5 separate regions of the Mus musculus genome follow, and all the other regions are linked to region 5. A link is a contact called in public HiChIP or PLAC-seq, capture Hi-C and promoter capture Hi-C data. All regions are on one chromosome and are shown on one strand. Each heading gives the region's core, a stretch centred on a gene start, on an enhancer-like site or on the middle of the called end of the contact. The rest is flanking DNA. Distances are from core to core; before and after follow the strand shown. Region 1 holds the start of Irak3 (interleukin-1 receptor-associated kinase 3). Region 2 holds the start of Helb (helicase (DNA) B). Region 3 holds the start of Llph (LLP homolog, long-term synaptic facilitation (Aplysia)). Region 4 holds the start of Tmem19 (transmembrane protein 19). Region 5 holds the start of Mdm2 (transformed mouse 3T3 cell double minute 2).

Evidence for each region. Promoter capture Hi-C pulls out the DNA fragments that hold promoters and counts their contacts. HiChIP or PLAC-seq counts read pairs in DNA pulled down with a chosen protein or histone mark. Capture Hi-C pulls out chosen DNA fragments and counts their contacts.
Region 1: a capture Hi-C map of macrophages shows a contact between it and region 5, with 6 times the contacts expected there. The contact joins the promoter of Irak3 here to the promoter of Mdm2 in region 5. A contact is called at or near these places in 2 of 39 promoter capture datasets (hippocampal neurons and pre-B cells), 2 of 115 datasets of contacts at active chromatin or transcription factors (astrocytes and embryonic stem cells) and 1 of 9 other capture datasets (macrophages).
Region 2: an H3K27ac HiChIP or PLAC-seq map of embryonic stem cells shows a contact between it and region 5, with 4 times the contacts expected there. The contact joins the promoter of Helb here to the promoter of Mdm2 in region 5. A contact is called at or near these places in 1 of 39 promoter capture datasets (pre-B cells) and 2 of 115 datasets of contacts at active chromatin or transcription factors (astrocytes and embryonic stem cells).
Region 3: a promoter capture Hi-C map of liver shows a contact between it and region 5, with 2.9 times the contacts expected there. The contact joins the promoter of Llph here to the promoter of Mdm2 in region 5. A contact is called at or near these places in 3 of 39 promoter capture datasets (hippocampal neurons, liver and pre-B cells), 3 of 115 datasets of contacts at active chromatin or transcription factors (astrocytes, embryonic stem cells and large pre-B cells) and 1 of 9 other capture datasets (adipose tissue).
Region 4: a promoter capture Hi-C map of liver shows a contact between it and region 5, with 4 times the contacts expected there. The contact joins the promoter of Tmem19 here to the promoter of Mdm2 in region 5. A contact is called at or near these places in 2 of 39 promoter capture datasets (hippocampal neurons and liver) and 1 of 115 datasets of contacts at active chromatin or transcription factors (embryonic stem cells).

The regions. Positions count from the first base shown.
Region 1 is chr10:120,200,343-120,203,252 of GRCm38.p6, forward strand. Irak3 (interleukin-1 receptor-associated kinase 3) reads right to left here and starts at 1,255. Exons shown (of 12, transcript NM_028679.4): 1 at 985-1,255. The coding sequence starts at 1,117. It overlaps Gm38500 (predicted gene, 38500), which reads left to right and starts at 1,248. Exons shown (of 3, transcript NR_166661.1): 1 at 1,248-1,507; 2 at 1,760-1,853; 3 at 2,606-2,910.
Region 2 is chr10:120,111,564-120,114,263 of GRCm38.p6, forward strand. It overlaps Helb (helicase (DNA) B), which reads right to left and starts at 1,402. Exons shown (of 13, transcript NM_080446.2): 1 at 1,122-1,402. The coding sequence starts at 1,299.
Region 3 is chr10:120,225,701-120,228,519 of GRCm38.p6, forward strand. It overlaps Llph (LLP homolog, long-term synaptic facilitation (Aplysia)), which reads left to right and starts at 1,360. Exons shown (of 3, transcript NM_025431.2): 1 at 1,360-1,423; 2 at 2,274-2,503. The coding sequence starts at 2,281.
Region 4 is chr10:115,360,966-115,363,665 of GRCm38.p6, forward strand. It overlaps Tmem19 (transmembrane protein 19), which reads right to left and starts at 1,302. Exons shown (of 7, transcript NM_133683.4): 1 at 1,087-1,302; 2 at 844-994. The coding sequence starts at 973.
Region 5 is chr10:117,709,463-117,712,162 of GRCm38.p6, forward strand. It overlaps Mdm2 (transformed mouse 3T3 cell double minute 2), which reads right to left and starts at 1,296. Exons shown (of 12, transcript NM_010786.4): 1 at 1,090-1,296; 2 at 484-566; 3 at 238-322. The coding sequence starts at 318.

The sequences.
Region 1 (2,910 bases), core at 5-2,504, 2.5 Mb after region 5:
AGAGAGAGAGAGAGAGAGAGAGAGAGAGAGAGAGAGAGAGAGAGAGAGAAAGGAAGAAAGAAAGAAAGAAAAGTGGAAATCACATCCACCGCAAACAGCATTTCCCTTATAGATTATTGGAGACTTATTGGAAACAGCGAAGTGGGTTATGCATGCCATCTGAGTTCTGTCCCAGGATCCCGTGGTGGAAGGAGAGAACTGGTTCCTGGAATTTGTCTTCTAGATGCGGGAGGAGTGTGGGATACACACACAAAAAACACCAAAGAATAGATATCTTAAAGTTCTAAAAGAAAGGAAGGAAGGAAGGAAGGAAGGAAGGAAGGAAGGAAGAAGGAAAGGAGAAAAGAAAGAAAGAAAGAAAGAAAGAAAGAAAGAAAGAAAGAAAGAAAGAAAGAAAGAAAGAAAGAAAGGAAGGAAGGAAGGAAGGAAGGAAGGAAGGAAGAAAGAAAGAAAGAAAGAAAGAAAGAAAGAAAGGAAAGAAAAGAAAGTAAGTTTGCTTTTTGTTTTTGAGATGGCGTCTCATGTTTCCCAAGCCAGCTAGGAACTCTCTACAAGGAGAGGATGCTCTTGAGCATCTGTCCTGCCTACTTCTACCTCTCAATGACTGGCACTACCACTGTCTGTTTTATTCCAAGCTAGGGAATCGAACATGCAGCTTCATACATCTATAGGTAAGCACTCTAGCAACTGAGCGGCATCTCAAAAAAGAAGTTATAATATTAAAAAAATCTGATGTAGGGGTTGTAGAGCCAGTAGCCATGCCCTGCATACGGTAATATTTGCATACTGCTGCGCACACTGCAAACCGAGTGAAGCGAGAATCTCTTCCCAGCACGGGATGCTTTCTTGACATCTGACATACCCAATCCCCTAACTTGATACAGCAGTACCCCACTGTCAGAGAGGGAAGGAGAGTGAGTGGCAGGTCCCCGGGTTTGCTGAGTCCCTCGCGGGGGAGGACCGGCAGGTCTGAGTCGCACTCACCCAGGCCCCGCCAGCCGAGCGGGCCATCGCAGCTGTCCAGGATCCCGCAAAGCTCTCCCAGCAGTGCGGGCGGCAGGTCGAAGAGCAGCAACTGTGGCGACAGCGCGCCACGGGCCCCGCACCGGCCGGCCATCGCGGAGTCCCGGGACCCCACGCAGAGAAGCAGGGAGGTCGCCGCTGTCACCGCCTTTCACAACCGCGGAAATTCAGCTCCACGACGGCTGCCCGGAGCTTGCAACACGCCGTCGCAGGGCGGGCCCCACGTGACGTAGGGAGCCGCTCCCCAGGGATGCGCCCTGCGAGACCTGGGCTGCCCTTGCTCCTAGCCGCTGTCCCGCGACCCTGCGCGCCGCACCCCAGGTCATCTTTGTTATGAACCGTTCTGTCCGTCCCCGTCTTGGGACATGACCCAGGAGACCAGCCAAGAAAATGAGGGCGGGGAACAGCGGCTGGAATCCGGGAAAGCCGCCACCCCTCTGCTGCTCTGGGACGGGCGGCCTCCTGGCCACGATGGATCTAAGAGGTTTGTGTTACATCTTTTAAAGTTTCTCTTTGTCCCGTCAGGAAAGAAATGCGTGCTCACCGAGAAACACGTTTTTGCCAAATAACTTTAAACGGAAGGAAACGTGTACACGCCGGGCGAAATGGACATAAAAAGAAAACCACAACAAACAGGCCAAACCTGGGCAAACAAACTGCTCATCCTTGCTGCAGAAGGCAACCCCTGCCGTCGTGCCGCTTGGTTTTACTACAGTCTCCCTTTCTTTCCTCGCAGTGCTTCAACGAGTTTGCAAAATGAAGTTTAGGAAACATTGGCTGGTGTGTTGAAATATTCTACCGTTTATGCTGTAATGACCACCGCAGGAACGGTACGGATACTACTGACAAAGGAGGTGGGAAAATGAAGTGGGAGATTTTATGATAACCAGGCACTGAAAAACAAACTCCTGTTTCAATCCCCTGAGCTTGTCTTTGGAATGGCGCCCCCTGGCGGTCAGCAGCAATGGTGCCTGGGCATTCAGTACCCACAGTGGCAAAGTTAGAACTGTTTGAGCAAAACTTCTTAAGTCTCCTCATTCTAAGGACTACGGTTTTATCAGGCTACACCCCAAAAAGGGTCTCTATGCCACCATGCTGAGCATCAGAGGGAGAGAAGATTGATACAGGGTTCTTTTTGACTTTCTAGACCAGACAAAAGCAACCTGAGACGTGTGCCTGCACAGGAAATCGCCATGTGTGGTTGTGTTAGCTTTCTGACAAAATGCCCCCACCGAGCAGCTTCAAAAGAAGAAGTTGTTTGGTACACAACCTCGGAACTTCAGTCCATGGTTGCTTGACCCCAATGTCTTTTGAGGTCTCTGAGAAGCCAAAGTGTCATAGCGTAAGTGATCCATGGCGGCAGGAAATGAGAGAGAGGGAGGGAGGAAGGGGGACAGGGCCAGGGTACCAAATTCCCTTCAAGGGATCTGATTTATTTGCACTAAGACCTATCTGGTTCCGGTTCAGTCGCCTATCAGCACTGTAGGCTGGCAAGCAAGCTTTTAGTATATGGGCAGTCAGAGGATGTTTAATATCCTCACTATAACAATAACAGTAACACTCAAAATGTTTGCATCACCAGGTCTTCTAATGCGGCATGAGGCAAGGAGAAAGAGATTGGGGGCAAGATACACCCTCCAAAGCCACGCCTCCAATGACATAATCCATCCGTGAAGTCAGTGTCTGTGAGCTGCTTACCTCTACACTACACTACACTACACTACACTACACTACACTACACTACACTACACCAGCTGGGAACCACGTGGCCAAGCGTGCACTCTCAGTGCTTCCTGTCCACGCCATAATAAACGTGTTTCTCATCTCTAGAGGTGAACCATCTAGACCCCTAGATAAGTCTCATCTTTTCTTAGCGGCTCTGGATCC
Region 2 (2,700 bases), core at 152-2,651, 2.4 Mb after region 5:
GCCAGTTCCTACAGTTACCACAGAGCTCAGCTCAGCGGACTTCTTTAGCAAAGCCGTGTCTGCATCTCATGAATGTCACTTCTCCAAGTGCTGTCTGGTACTAAGTACTAAGTTGGGGTTACTTCTCTGATTAAAGAATGTCTGCCTAGGTGCTATAGACATGATGGCTCAGCCAAGAGCACTGGCTGCTCTGCCAGAGGTCCTGAATTCAATTCCCAGCAACCACATGGTGGTTCGCAATCATCTATAATGGGATCTGATGCCCTCTTCTGGTATGCAGGTATAGATGCAGATAGAGCACTCATGTACACAAAATAAATAAATCTCAAAAAAAAAAAAAAACCAAAATGGCTGCTTAATTCACAAGTAGTATTTCCACTGAGACAGCAACTTCGCCATTTTCTCTCCCTGGCCTGTCCCAGTAGCAAATGCTTGGCCAGGATAGCCAGTTACACTTCCATCAACATGTAATCCTTTCTATTTAATTTCAAACACAGCCAAAGTTGTGTTTAAATTGCCAATGGTCAGTTGCCACACATGGTCCTGGTCAGCAGCTATTACTGTACTAGACCATGAAAATACAATGTGTGTGTGTGTGTGTGTGTGTATGAACATGTATGTGTGAATGTGTGGGCATGTATATGTATGTGTAAGTGTATGTGTGTAAATGTGTATGAGTGTGTTTATGTATGTGTGTATGTATATGTGTAAATCTGTGTGTATGTGAGTGTGTGTGTGTGTGTGTGTGTGGCCGTGTGTTTCCGCGCGCTTGCTCTTTTTCTCAAAGTTGCTTAACAGCAACTCCGTCTCTTATTCAGCCAGCGTGGTACAATAATTAAAGGATTCTGTTTCTGGGTGGGAATGAGGGTGCATCTATTTCCTCGACTGTAAAACTACCCCCAACTGTTAACTTTAAGCGAGACGATATATGAAAAAACCAAGCTTAACACAGTATGTGCTCTGAGTCATTACGACTATTACTACCACATCTAAGTACGGTGAAGCAGCCAGTCACACCACAGGTCTGTCTGTCAACAGTCAAGGACGCTGGGTGCCGGGCAGTGAGAATCGAAAATACTTCTTTGACCCCTGCCAACCCGGCCCGGCTGGCGCTGGCTCACCTCGCGCGCGCCCAGGGAGGCTGCCCGCCTTGATGCCCCCGCTGCAGAGTTCCTCGGCATCCACAAACTCCTCCTCCTGCTCCCCCTCCTCCTCCTGCGCACAATCCTCCTCCTCGTCGTCGCTCTTGTACGGGTGCAGAGGGCCCAGGAGCTCGCGCAGACGATCCTGCCTAGCCATTATCTCTTCGGCGAACTTGGCTCAAAACAACTCTACAAAACCTGGCGCGCGGTGTCCAAAACTGCAACCAATCAACTCGACCCGGGTAAGCCGGTCAGCTTCCGGGAACATCCAGGAGGCGGGCGGTATGGGGGCGTGGTCTGAGCGATGCTCCGCCCCAAAGGAGGAGACTGGTGACAGGCGGGACCAGCAGGCTGGGAGGTACCACGGCGGGCTGGCTGCTGACAGTTTCAGAACTGCTCTTTTTAGAGGTGCTGGGCGTTTCCTGCGGAGAAGGAGACGTGGTGAAAGGTCACGACTCTTGGGCGCAGAGAACCCCGGGAAAGCAGGGCATCCTCTGCCCGCTCTCTTAAAAAGAACACAGCAGAGGCCTCTAAAGACCTTGGGGCACTACCCAAAAGAGTGAATCTCCAATCCGGAGAGCGTGGTGGCGACGGCTAGGTGCCTCCTTACACGTAAAAGCGCCGCGGAGAAGTTGAATTTACATCATGTAGGGAGGGCATTTATCCAAGTAGATAACTAGGTCCCTTTGTATATATCCTCTGCATTGGGAGTTAAAGTTGTGATGTACTTTCTCATTTTTAATGCATGACCTGGGTTGTCCATTTTTATGCTTTTCCCGCTTTGGAAACCACTGGCTTTCTTTCCCGTTTATATACTACTCTCCTCGACTTCTTTTTGTTTTGTTTTGTTTTGTTTTGTTTTGTTTTGTTTTGTTTTGTTGTTTTTTCGAGATAGGGTTTCTCTGTGTAGCCCTGGCTGACCTGGAACACACTCTAGGTCCACCGCCCTAGTTCCTGTTTTCAGTAAAGCAAAAGGTGGGGACTTGTAGCCCAGAGAATATGCAGACTTGAGATAGAAAAAAAAAGAACAGCCGGGCTTGGTGGCGCATGCCTTTAATCCCAGCACTAGGGAGGCAGAGGCAGGCAGATTTCTGAGTTCGAGGCCAGCCTGGTCTACAAAGTGAGTTCCAGGACAGCCAGGGCTATACAGAGAAACCCTGTCTCGAAAGAAAAAAAGAAGAAAAGAAAAAAAAAAGAACAAAAGCTGAATACTGCGGCCGCGGTTCTCTAGATGGATAGTGTTTAAAAGTCGCGGTGCCCTTTAAGGGGCGCTATAAAATACTATTTTACTTTAAGGTTATTGTTTATTATGTAATTATCCTAACGTTAATCCTAAAAACTATGTTTTTATTAAACCCCAAAGCTGTGTTGCTGGTTTCTAATAAAGGCATTTGTCATACCCAAATGTCACGTGCATAGGATCAACCATAACGAATACGCACAGGCATCTTTCTTTTAGATTCCTTTTTTTTTCATGTGCGTGAGGTTTTTTTTTTTTTTTTTTTTTTTTGCTAGCATATGTGTCTGTGCACTCTGCATACCCAAAGCAAAACTTCCA
Region 3 (2,819 bases), core at 110-2,609, 2.5 Mb after region 5:
TATGCATGGTTTCTTCAAAAAGACACAGCTCTTCTAGCAATTAAACAGGGATTTTATAAGTCATCACTTATAAAGGGGGCTGGAGACCTGGTTCAGTGGTTAAGAGCACCTCTTGCTCTTGCAGAAGACCTGGGTTCAGTTCTGTGGTGATTTGGATATGCTTGGCTCATGGGAAGTGGCAATATTGGGAGGTGAGGCCTCATTGGAATAGGTGTGACTTTATTGGATGAAGTGTGTCACTGTGTAGGTGGGCTTTAAGGTCCCTAGTGCTCAAGCTCCAGCCAGTTCAGAAGAGAACCTCTGGCTGCCTTCAGATCTGGGCTTCTCCAGCGCCATGTCTGCCTGCATGCTGTCATGCTTCCTGCTATGACGACAATGGACTGAACCTCTGAAACTGTGAGCCAGTCCCAAATAAATGTTTTACTTTTTAAGAGTTGCTTTGGTTATGGTGTCTTCACAGTAATGGAAGTAAAACTAAGTAAAACTGGTTCCCAGCACCCCTGTGGTGACTCACAACCAACTGTAAATCCAGTTCAAGGGATGAGATGGCCTCTTCTGGCCTCTTCTGGTACCAGGCACACATGTGGTACACATACATGCTTGAATGTGGTGATCTGTTGAAAACACTGTTTCCAGGTAAGTCTGGGTAGTTAACGTTTGTTGCCTAATCACCCACTGAAGATCAATGAATGAGGTACTATCTAGGCCCTAAGACACTCTTCTTATCTTTCACAAGTGTTAAAGAGACTTGCGTATCGCCCATAGCTTGTGCAATATTAGAAGCACATGCAAAAACCACACCTTTTTTTGTAAACTCATTCACCCTAGGTTAGCTTTGTCTCAGGTATGTAATAGTTTGGACAGATCAACATTGGTTGAAATAGCTTGTTTTACCCTTTAAATTCGTGGGGATAAGGAAAGATTATTCTGTTGGGTGACACTTTGAAATATAACTGGCATGCAGTCGACGTGACGTATTTAAGTTGTACAATTTGATACATCCTCACAGCCGCGTACCTCCTAGGATCCTCAGCCGAAATGAGAAAATTTCTAGACTGCAATTAAACAAAAACAAAACTCAGAAAGGGCTCCAGGATGATCAGAGCTGAGCAATCCCTTTGGTATCCTTTCTCGTGAGGCTGTCACAGACAGGGCCCCCGGCCAGGCTTGGCCCATCCAAGGCTTTGAGATGCTTTGATTTATAATTTGCCACTCCCGACAGGAAATTCCTTAAACTTTCTCCTGTAGGTGTAGGGGTCAGCCAAAGCCTCGGGATGACAGAGACAGCTGGTTGACCACGCCTCCCCAAAGACCACGCCTCTCAAGGATCCCGGCATGCTGTGCGCTGGCCCCTGAACGGAAGCCGGAAGCGCCTGTACTTCCGGTTGGCGTCCCACGCGTGGTGCGCGGTGTTGTCTCTCAGGTGAGTTGCGTGGGCTTTGGACTCAACTCCGCGGCGTGAAGGACTGGCTCGGACCCTGCCTCCGCGGCGAGACCTGACCGCATCCTCGCTCGGTGCGGGGCTCGGGAGGGCGAGGCTCGGGGTCCCGCACACGGACCACTGGTGATTGCTGACGCTCAGGGGACCTCACCCAGCCACCCCACGGTTCTCGTGACCTGTACGGTGTGCAGCAGAGCGGTGGCCCCGGGGGATCCGGCTCAGCCCCGCAGTCCGCAGACGGGGACGGTAGCTCCGGGTTGAAGCCGAACTTGGTAGAAAGGAGCTGACAGGAGTCGGAGGATCAGAGCGAGCCTTAGGGAGAGCCATTTCCAGACCTAGATCGGAGATGTGACGGTCCTGAAGTGGGCGTTGTGCGGACTGGAGCTTGCGTGCGTGTGGGGCTAGAGAGTAAGTCGGAGGCCCGAGAGGAGCGGGATGAGCTTTGATACACGAGGGGAGGAGTCTTTAAAAGGCAGGGAGCTATGGTTTAAGCTGTTAAAAGTTCACACTAAAGATGTGGTGACGGATATTGGATAAGAACAGCGCAATAGGTGATTTTAAGGCGGAGCTGTTCGCTTTCTGTGTCTACTATGCATAGCTGCTCTTTGAGAACGGCTTGAATTAACGACTTGTTCCTACTTAAAGGGGCCTGACGTGTCCGGACTTAGTCCTTTCATGCTCTGCGCTGATTATTACATAAGCTAAGCATGAGGGCACAGCACAACTTCTCTTCCATCTGTCCCAGTTCTGAAGAGAAGGCTGCTTGGCCACGTCCTTGCCAGTCAAGGGTGTGAGCAGTAAACCTTTTGTTTGTGTTTCTGTTCACCGCCAGGTGAAGCATGGCTAAAAGCCTGCGGAGTAAGTGGAAGAGGAAGATGCGGGCCGAGAAGAGAAAGAAGAATGCGCCAAGGGAGCTCAACAGACTGAAGAGTATCCTCAGAGTGGACGGGGATGCTCTAATGAAAGACGTTGAGGAGATAGCAACCGTGGTGGTAGCCAAACCTCGCCAGGAGAAAATGCAGTGTGAGGAAGGGCGGTGTGACGGCGCAGATGAGGAAAAGGGTGAGCCTCGGTCTTCATTTACATGGTTTTTCTAAAAAATGATCCACTTTTCTCTTAGGGGTCGGTCTCTCTCTGTCTTTTTAAAGCCGTCTTCTACCCATTCTACTTGTCCCTAGTGTCAAGTCCAAAAGAAACTGGGGACAAATGGCTAGCTGTGGAGCTTATTAGATAATAAAGTACATGCTGGCACCCTGGTTCCTCTCAGCTCCTCCCCCCAACCCCCAAGTGTCTCCACTTCACAAGCCTCCCTCTCACTCCCATATAACACTGCCGTCTCGGCCGTGCTTCTCTCGGCTCCTGGATCCTCTCGTTCCTC
Region 4 (2,700 bases), core at 52-2,551, 2.3 Mb before region 5:
CAGTATATGCAAAACCCTGGATTTAACCCCCCCCCCCACTCTAAGAGCCAAATCCAAAATAATCCTTTAGAACCATCACAGGACCAAGGTATATAATCCGAATATATTAATGCCAAAATGAAATCCATCAGCTTGTACAATTAATATATACTAAGGGAGAAAAGTCCGTAAAGTCTTGTCTTATGTTGAAGTGTCCTGTAAAGTCATATACGATGGTTGGAGGTTGTAATCCCAATACTCTGGAGGCTGAGACAGGGATCAGGAAGAATTCAGTAGCAGGAGCAGTAGTAGGAGCTAAGACAGCAAGATTTGGCTTCATGAGAGCAAAGATGTACCAAGAAGCCAATGGAAAGACCAAGTGGCTGCAGGGTACGGTGATGATCAAACCGGACGAGCAAGAGGACAGTGTCTGCACGAGACCTATCTATTTGTGTGAAGTGACAAATTCTTCAACTTGCAAATGAAAAGACTGTACCTCCTTTGTTATTCTCACGGGATTATGAAACCGCTACACCATGGCAAATCTTAAAAAGATAAGCATCCCCCAAATTGTTTCACAAAACTACCTTTTATGTCTCCCCCCCCCCCAACTAAGGTAAACAGAAGTAATTATTTGAGACATGCGTTTTGTGATAGGTATCATTAAATATCAGCACAAGAAACATCATGGAAGGCTGTAAAGTTCTCTAGACATTGTTTATCTTATCACCGTAGCAAACCAGATTCAGGTTTCGGCAGTGAACATAACTGTTCTTAACCATTTACATATTTTTTGGATTTTGAAGTCGTAGTTTAAAATTCCACCCATTAACTTCTAGCAAAACTTAAAACACTTTTACTTACCATAATAGGTGCTAGCAGTCATTGACATAATCCAGAACGCTAGGGAAATGCAAATGATCAGGCTCAGTATTACTATATTGGTAATCATCTTTATATACCTTTTGCACGTAGTGTCGTCACTATCTGTCATGGAAAATAGAGCTACGAGCACCTGAGGGGGGGGAATAGATAGCATTTCAGATGAACCAAGTCATTCAAGTTTCTTGCAACAATACTCCTTTAGAGGCATAGAGAAATACCAACATCTTCCACCAACCGAACGACAAAATAGAATCGTAAATCCAAAACGTCTAGTCACTGCTGCAGGCGCAGCGCTCCGGCTCGACCCGGGGAGGTTAACGCCGCCCTTGGAAAAAGAAGGTGCAGGGAGGATGCACAGAGGACCCGCCAGGCCAGCAGGGAGGCCGGCAGCTCCCACCTAGAGGGACCCGGAAGGAGCACAAACGACCGGTGGCCAATGAGCGGCCAGCACCGCGGAGCCCCGCCCCTCCCCGCCCTCGGACCCCCCCCCCGAGCTCCGCCCCCGCACGGCGCGCTCCGCCCCCTGGGCCCCTGCTCCAAGTCTGCCCCAGCTCCACCTCTGCCGTACGCTGCCCGGGCAAGCGAACCAAGGCTGGGAACAGCGCGGGCGAGCGCCTTTACGTCCCCACCCCGCTGCCCCGGGAGTCGCTCTGGTCTCTCCGCGACTCCCTCCGTGTACGCATGCGCAGCAGCCCTGCTCCGCTCACGTGACTCGTCGAGGCGGAAACCCGGCTTGAGTTTGCTTAGTGTCTCTTTGCGGGTCGGAGTGCTGTTTCTAAAGCACCTCCAAAATAGACGTTAGGACAAATTAGGTCTTGGGATTTGTGGACAGCCTAGACTTGAAAAAAAAAATGTCACCAGTAAGGGTGGTGTGGGTCACTAAAACCTGCCATTGATGGAATAATGAACTGCGAGTGAATTTAGAGCCAGTAATGGGTTGTAACTTATGAAGCATTCATACCAGGCGATAGGGTGTGGACGACGTAGGAGTTTATCGTTAGAAGCGAAATTACTTAGAAAGTAGCTTAAAACAATGGCTTGGCTCTTAACCTGGGCCAGACTCAACTGGTACTGCGGTATGTAAACATAAATATAGTTCCCACGGTTGAGCTTTTGTATAATTACTGTTCTAACACACATTGTGGAAGTGTCTGTCCCCATCCACTCTATCTGTAAAAGTAACTTATTCGTCTGATGTATTGTCCTCTTGTAGGGCTCACTGTTGAATAAGCTCACCCTTTATAGTTCTTTCTAGAACTCTGGCTGTCTGGTTCAACCTAGCTGTTCTGGCTCAAACTCCTCACCAAGCTGCCTGATTCAATCTGGCTTCTCTCAAGTTCCCATTGAATTGTTCTGCCTAGCCTCAAACAACTCTGGCATTTTGTTCTAATCACCTGGCTCCTTCTTGTTCTCTGGCTTTAGTTGACTCTGCTCACCTGCAATGAACTTCATAGACTTGAAACAAACAAAAACCACAACCCGAACTCAACTGCAACTGCACCGCACTCCTGGCACTGCCTCCCACCTCTGACTAGCTGTCTCTCCCTGCACTGGGGCTCTTAAAATAGCTTCTCTTTCCTGTGCTGTCCTTGTAAGATGCATTCTGTCTCTGACTCATTCTGTCAAATCTTTCGATCTTTGTTACTTTGTCTGGCCCTCAATTAGACATCACTTTCACACCTGGCTCCTTCCTTCTAAAAACGAATTTGACCTTAAAGGACTGTACTCAGGTTGTATCCGTGTTCCAGGCAGAGGGGTTAAAGGGATGTGGCCTGTCTGCGATCTAGCCAGATCATAAAGATCTAGGTCTTTGGATGTAATCCCTTGCTAGAGGAG
Region 5 (2,700 bases), core at 46-2,545:
CATCATGTCACAACCAGCAGCACCCACACACTGTGCACTTCTAAAGCCTGCGTCAGGGGAAGGGCTGTGGAAATATAGGTCGCAGTGACCACTCTCTAATGCAATTGCAATCGAGAAAGTTAAGAGTTTGTAGGTAAATACTTAAAACGACTGTGCGATAATCCAGGTTTCAATTTTGTTTCCTCGATTACCTGGTAAAACAAGCTATATTTACACACTCGAGGCAGAAATACCAACCAGAGTCTCTTGTTCCGAAGCTGGAATCTGTGAGGTGCTTGCAGCACCCTCGGTAGACACAGACATGTTGGTATTGCACATTGGCCTACAAGTAGAAAAAAAACAACAACACACACGATAAAAACTTGAAATTATAAAACATCTACGAAAAGGGACAAATAGATACATGCATTTACGAAGGAGACAGAAAACGTCTTTCGGCAATAGCTCTCAAATGCAAAACGACGTCGGCGAGCTGTCCCTTACCTGGAGGCCCGCAGGAGAAGCGCGGTGATCCGAGAGGGTCCCCCAGGGGTGTCCGGTCGGTCTCCCGCTCGCCCAGCAGACGGCTGCGGAAACGGGGCAGCGTTTAAATAACCCCAGCTGGAGACATGTCAGGACTTAGCTCCTCCGACAGCCGACGCCGGACGTGTCCCAACTTGACCAGCCCCACAGGAAGAGCTGAGTCAACTCGGCCCAGCCCAGTCCCACCCGTCCCGGAAGCCGCATCCCGGCGAGTCCGGGACCAGGCACCTGTCACCTCCTGGACCCCAGCAACGAGCCCAGCGCGACCCCGGAGCGGGCCCCCCGCGCGCGGGGCCTGCTGGGAGACCCCCGCTCTTCCCTCCTCCCCCTCCCTCCGTCCCCTCCCGCGCATGCGCCGTGCTAACCGCGCCATCTCCCACCCCACCCCCCACTCCCACCCACACGCACACCCCCGGCCGCAGAATGACATCAGGGCCCAGCGCGGGCAAACGGTCGCCCAGCCTCGTGCCCCGCGACCCCACGAGCCGGCCCGGGTTACGAGTAGGCCCCGGAGGGCGCGGAAAAGAGGGAATGATCGGGACTCTCCGCCGCCCACGGAGCGGGTACCTGCTACTTCCCGCGCATCTTCCGACCCTTCACGGGGAGCGCGGAGGCCCCGCGGCCGGGGCCTGAGCGACCATGGTCGCTCCAGAGCTCGAGCGACGAGAAGGCGGCGGCTCCTCACCGGCCGCTCCTAGGCTACGCTGGCCCCGGAGGCCCCGTTAACAAAGCAGAGTTCTGTGACGAGCGCCCCCTACCGTCCGCGGAGAGAACGCCGGAAGCCACGGGCCATCCGGGCATCGGGGCGTGCGCGCGCGCACGCCCGACGCCGCCTCCTGGACCAATAGGAGGCGGGGGGCGGGGCTTAGCGGCCGCCCGGTGCCGGAGCGCGCAGGAGGTGGGGAGGGGCCGCGCGGTTGTGTTTACCGCTCGAAACCGCAATGGTCGCTAGGCAAGTTCCTATCCGACTGCTGCTGCTACCAAAAGAAAAGCAAGACTAACAGCTGGGTAGTATTTTTAAATCCATCCCGCCAGCAGCTGAAGTTGTATACAAATGAGTGATTTTTTTTTAAGACTTTAAAAATAGGCAAGGTGAGAGAGGGTGGAGTGGGACGGGGAGGAAATTGTGAGAAGGGGGTGTCCCAGAAGGGAACGGAGAGCGGGGTGGAAAGTGAATAAATAATAATGAATAAAAAATGAATAGCTCCATGGTCAAGAGTGCATACAGCTCCTTTTTAGGTTTTCAGTCACTCACGCCACACAAATTCTGTCATTGCAGGGTACTCAACACACTCTTCTGGTCTCCATGAGCAACCGCACCTGTGTGCACAGACATACACATAATTAAAGTTAAAATTAAAAAAAAAAATTCAAAGACTGTTAGGGTCCATGACACCTTGGGCTCATAGTATGTAAACGCAAAGAATGTTTTAATCTGCAGAAGTCAGCATTCTGGTGTCTCCTCTCCCCATTACTAAGATAGAGACACCCAAGTGAGTTTGCAGACCTGACATAAAGCATATTAGCGAATTCTGGGATAGGTGACCTCTATGTTAATCTATTGGGTCCATCTTTAGGGACATTCCATTCCCGGGGTGAGAGGGCTGGAAACTTTTGGCTGAGAAAGTCTGGAAACTGCTGCTGACCCATTGTCCTTGCCTCAGGCGGGGCAGCTTCTGAGGCCCGGACTTGCCCGGAATTGCCCAGTTCTTGGAAACAGAGATTTAGGCCTAGTCCCCTTAACTGCCAGTTTGAAACTTGTCATGAAATCAGCCTGGCCTTTTCAACACATACACTCCAGTGTTTACAAACTTTCTAATTGTTAGTCATCTTGAGGGCCCAAGATAGCATTATAAGGTATAGGAGTTTGGCCTGGACGCTGCTTTAGGCAGTGTGGACGCAGGTCAAAGAAAAGCATTGATAAGGCCAGATATAATGGTGTGCGTGTAATCCCAGGTACAGAGCAACAGCCGTCTGGGTCCACCTTTTAAGGTACATCTAAGAACGGAGGGTGTGTGGCACCGAGAAGGTCCTGCATTGTTCAGTCCTCGGTCCCCAAAGCAAAAGCCCCAGATCTTAAAGGACTTAAAACCAGGGGTGGTGGCACATTTGCACAGTCAAAGATAATCAGGAAGCTGAGGCAGGAGGATAGCTTGAGTTGAGCAATTTAAAGCTAAT